Regions from separate parts of the Cyprinus carpio genome. Here region 1 is linked to region 2. The links are chromatin contacts, called in public Hi-C maps. All regions are on one chromosome and are shown on one strand. The core of a region is the stretch at or near the end of the contact, and the rest is flanking DNA. Distances in the headings are between cores, read along the strand shown. Region 1 has its middle 57 kb from the start of LOC109062208. Region 2 holds the start of LOC109104004 (transcriptional regulator Myc-B).

What was found. A called contact is a pair of places that touch in the nucleus more often than the background predicts.
Region 1: a contact with region 2 is called in a Hi-C map of liver, with 2.1 times the contacts expected there. The contact joins the enhancer-like site here to the promoter of LOC109104004 in region 2. A contact is called at or near these places in 2 of 8 Hi-C or Micro-C datasets (both in liver).

Annotation. Positions count from the first base shown.
Region 1 is chrB2:18,203,842-18,206,541 of ASM1834038v1, reverse strand. No RefSeq gene overlaps it. Among protein-coding and RNA genes, the nearest start is that of LOC109062208, 57 kb to the left of the region's middle. Within about 2 kb of position 1,396, at least 2 of the 8 cell types and tissues checked have an H3K27ac peak or open chromatin away from gene starts, as enhancers often do. A contact at or near this core is called in liver, where this site is marked.
Region 2 is chrB2:18,144,743-18,147,442 of ASM1834038v1, reverse strand. It overlaps LOC109104004 (transcriptional regulator Myc-B), which reads right to left and starts at 1,376. Exons shown (of 3, transcript XM_042718474.1): 1 at 1,030-1,376; 2 at 79-733. The coding sequence starts at 724.

The DNA of each region.
Region 1 (2,700 bases), core at 147-2,646, 59 kb before region 2:
TTCAATCAATCAGTGGTCGTTTTCTTCTCACGTTATAAAAAAAAACTCAAAATAATATTGTGAAATATTATAACTCAAAATAATTTCTCAATTTTAATATACTGTAAAATAGAATTTATTCCTTTGTAATGGCAATGTTGAATTTTCTGTATAGGCAATACTCTAATATTAAGCGTCACATGATCCTTCAGAAATCACTTTATATTAATGTTGAAAACTTAAAAAAAAAAAAAGTTCAAATGAACAGCATTTATTTCAAAGAGACTGAAGTGTCTTCCCTGCCACTTTTGAACAACTGAATTAAAACCTTTTTAAATGACCCCAAATTTTTAAATGGCAGTGCATACTATTTACTTTAAAAAATGTTAGAAATATATTACATAAATATAAAAACTAATCCTATTTTATGGTTCTCTGCTTGAAGCTCTTTCTGATTCTGGTTGGTCAATCACAATATTTATTGGTTATATGAGTTTACATAACAGCTGCTGAACTGAATTATTATTTCCTTATTATACTCCTTCAATCACATGGTCACACATAAAAACAATAAAAACTCAAAACAATATTTCAAGTCCATTTATGTATTTATTTGGCAATAGCAAGGTAATATGCAGGACATTTTAGAGTCAGTCGGTCACTAACAAAATAAACCCCTTCAGGGGCTGAACCTGATCATCCTGTCAGGGTTTATTTAGTGATAATGACCAACTGACTATACATTACCTCTTACATATTTCATTAAAACAAAGTAATAGTCTTGACATTCATGGTTACATTTGTAATTTTACATTTCATGTCTCTGTAAAGGCGCCAACACTCCCCCAGCAATAACAATAGACCGTAATTCATCATATGAGGGTCTCCAGGAATAAGAGGAAGAGCGTAAACAAGAAAACTGTGACGACAGGCAGACGAGAACATACAGAGGTCAGGCCTGTAATCATCTGACCCAATCAATAATTAACCAAGGTCACCTTTAATGACGGCGAAGCAACGTGGCATATATTATTCATACAAACCGCTACATGAAAAGACAGTGGTGGAGAGACTGTGAAAGTGAGACTAAGGTGATGGATGGACAGAAAGACAGAAAGTAATTGAGAACCAGTAAACCGATCTTTCTGAAGAGACATCATTCATATACACTTGCTGGTCATGTCAAAGAAATGTTTCTGAGGAATCTTAACAGATTTGCTCTGTGATGCAGCAAACTCCTCTGTAGTACCCATTCGATGAATCACCACAGAGCTGGAACCTGTAATATAAATGCAGTTCACTCAAATGCCACAAGAGTTTCAAAGAGACATTCATCTTAGAGGAAACAAAGTGAGCCAATCTCCACGGGGAGGTTTGCGGTGAGAGAGGACTGAGGAGTGTAAATGCCGGCAGTCGAGCGTGGCGGGACCTCTCCTGCTGCAAGGCAAAAGAGAGAAAGTTTGAGGCAAACTGGAGTCTTTGTTCATATCCCACGTGGCAGAAGGGGATTTCCTTGCTTTCCCTCACTCTGACGCACTTTCACTACACTAAACACACAGGAACAGATACAGATAAATGATGCAATGTCAAGCAATCCAGAGGGATCAAGGCTGCCAGAAAAAAAGGACAAAGTCCTGACTCTGCCGGACACCTTGCTAACCCTGTGATGAACCCTCATCAGCAAAAACTTGACTATGGATTGCAAATATTTTGCAATAGGTTGTTTGCACATGATGTCACTGATGATGCACGAAATGCAGATGGAGGGCAGGAAGTGATTTTTCTTCATGGGAATCACTAGCAGAAACTCAAAATGCATGTGTTTTGCATTGTTTATGGATGCTTAAATTGGCCAAACCGAGAGACCACAAGGAGCTTTTATCATGTACGAAAATGCGTTGTTCATAAGTGGGGAAAAGTCAAGAAATTGATTGAAAAACACAGGAAAAAGTGACTTGTAAACCTTTGTCTATGGTCAGGAGGAGCGGAACTGGTGTTCTGACGATTTGTGCTACCCTGCCAGATTTTGCTACCTCCCATTAAAACAGAGGGTAGCATAATTCGATAGCGAAAAGTGCTACCTATCAGATTTTGCTTCCAGCAAGATATTAATAAGATGTGAGGCTTTATTAAAGGGGTCATATGATGCGAATTTCAAGTTTTCCTTTCTCTTTGGAGTGTTACAAGCTGATTGTGCATAGATAAGATCCCTGAAATTGCAAAGACTAAAGTCTCAAAACCAGGGAGGTCAGTGTGTTGCTGTGTGTCATGGAGATGCTGTGTGTTTCTAGGCGAAAGCAAAAGCACTTTATTTGGCCTTCTGAAAGTAGATGCATTTAGGAATCTTTAAGATTACTTACAACAGAACAGAAATGCAGTTTATGGACAACCGTTTTGTGAACCTAGGAGAGGAGGTAATTCTGACTTTGCTACAACAATCTGGTGCTTCTGAATCAGACTGTAAGTATGTTTTGTTATTAGTTTAAGTATTTGCTATTGACTGTTCAAATGCGGAGTTTTGCACGTTGTATATGTGTGTGTGTGTGTGCACGAGAGAGAGAGACAGGGTCACATTACAGTGGAGTCAGCTGTCTTAACCGTCCGTGGCTTGTGTACTGCAAACACATACAAGCCTCATCACTGTGTCTGTCACACGACTCTGTTCCCCTTTCGGGCTTGAACTGATGGTAAAACTAAGGACATTATTAACTGTCTTTACAT
Region 2 (2,700 bases), core at 127-2,626:
TGCAGCTTATAAATCTAATTCTAAAAGTGTAAGGCACACTTCGTTTTAATCAGCATTAAAAAGCTGACCGTTACTCACCGGAATCGCTGTCACTGCTGCTCCCACTGTTTGGTGGAGTATCCAGTGGCAGTGTTGTGGAAGCCGGTGTGAATGATGGTTTACACGGCTTTGAGCTGTCAGTCAGCGGGAAAGGGAACACCACTGACGGGTCAATGCACTGTGAGGCAGGGGTGCTCATGTCCTGAAGGTAGCTGACGTTAGGGCTGGACCGACAGCTGTCCACAGAGTCGCTCCTGGAAGACTCTTTCCTCGCCGCCTGGAGCGACGCTAATCTCTCCGACACCACCTTCTCCAGCTTAGCCGCGGCGGAGAAACCGCTCCACATACAGTCCTGAATGATAATCGACTTCAGAAAAGACTGGGAGTAGTCCGCGTCGCAAATAAAGCTGTGGTTGACCACGTCGTCCCCGAGAAACTCCGAAACCATTTCCAGCTGGTCGGCCGTGGAGGGGAAGGGGTCTGACAGCGAGGGACGCCGGCTCGGGGAGAGCGGCGGAGTGGGGAGCAGTTCAAATTTCTTCCATATATCCTCATTGGGCGCCGGGGTCTGTCCGTGCTGGTGGTTATAAAAGTCCTCATCCTCGTTGTCGAAATAGAAATAGGGCTGGTAGGAGTCGTAGTCGTAATCGTAATTTTTACTCGCCATACTTGAATTCAGCGGCATGGTGGATGCCTGTGAATACATTATCGATCAAAACCGCCCTTTAAATGTTGCACAACTAGTTATTCATCTTAAGTCTAAACTTCAGTGCAGGAGAGTTGTCTTACAAACTCATCAACTTACTGAATGTGACACGTATTAAATAATACAGAACACTTATGTAAACTTGAAAAATATCTAAGACTATAGTCTTGATTTTATGGTCCAAGAGGTTTACAGAACAAAAGTTGGCCAAAAATTTGTTTACACAAATAAATAGATTAAAAACGCCCAAAAGTGAGAATAAATCATCATTCAGAAAGACTTACCGTAGCTGTGGTGAAACTGAATGAAAGCTGACAGTATGGTGAGATGTCAGTGTATGTGAACTATCAGGTGAAAGTAAATCCAAAGTGGGAGTGGGTCGCGCCGCTCAACCTGCGCACTTCTGCGACTGCAGCACCCGAGCGGCTGCTTGTCATTTACTGCAAGATTTCGAACAGCTGCTCCCGCGGGTTTTAATACTACGGATTGTTTTTCCCCTCCCTTACTCTAGATATTCATGCGCCGTTCCCGCCAAATGTGCAGGGCGTAGAGAGATGAACAGAACACAAACTCGTTCGTTTCTTGTTAGTTGTTCTAAAAAACACATAACCGAATGACAATGTATGTAGCAATGTAAAAAGATCCTTAAGATGTGACCTTATTTAAAGAAAACGAGTTACACACGGTCCTACTTGTCATCGCGGAGTTGTTCCGGGGCGGAGCTTTAATGAAAACACTGCACATTGAGTTGTGCATGAGAATATTTCTGAAAATCTACTGTGTGTAGTCGGCTACACCAGAACCCAACGCCTCTTATTGACACAGTTTACTAGTTCCTCACACAGCTGCTAGTGCTGGGGGTCAGAAGGGGTGATTTTACATCACCAAAATGTAACTGTCATGAAATAAATCCACAGACATCCTAATTATCCTAAATAATTATTTCTGATAATTACATTAAGCAATCTGACGATTATTTTTGAGAATGAGGATTGAAATATTTATTGAACTGTTATTGTTATTGTCACTGTCGTTATTTGCATTACAGTAATGCTGTAATGTTGCCTACTGCTTAGGCTATGTTGTAATCATCATCCTCGTTTTTGATTGATTATTATAAATAAATCAAGATTCGAGTCAGTTTTATTACTGATTATCAAAATAAGCCTGATATAATGTTTGATCTTGACCTGATGGATGAAGGAGCACACGTTCTCGATTCTCTCAGAAGTGGTAAGTGCTTCCCTCTGGTGGCTAATCTGTAAGAAGTATCATAGGATTTAACTCTATTGAGTGATATTAATTATTATCTGTCTGAGACAAACATTGAGTTTATCTGCAGTAATTACGCTTTTTTAATTGAATGTTATATTGAGCAGGATTCAAATACTTATTTAAACCGTTTTAAGAGGATTTTAAACTGGTGTTTATTTGTGTCTTGGGACCTAATTCTAATCATTTTGTGACTTAGAATTGTTGAATAAATGTAGGCCTATAGTATATTGATTCAATTGTATAATCCATAATAATCCTTAATTGTCTTGTTTAAAATATTACTGTATAGGCACAATAAAATAATATGTTTCAAAGCTTGGAGTCTGTAAGATTTTTTAATATTGATATATATCTTAGGTTGAATGTATTTTCCAAAAAAAAAAAATAGCTTATATTGTGAAATATTACAATAAAAACTGGTTTCTGTTTTAATATTCAAAAATGCTAAAAGGTGGTTTATTCCCGTAATGACACAGCTGAATTTTCAGCAGTTATTTTTCCAGTCTTCAGTGTCTTTTGCATTTACACATTGTTTTTTAGGATCCTCCAGTGGCCGACAAGCTCAAAACAGACAAAATAATAATAATAATAATACTAATAATAATTTATTATTATTATTATTATTATTTTGTTCTTGTTGTTGTTATTCACAGAAAATTTTGCATTGAAACTTGACTTGC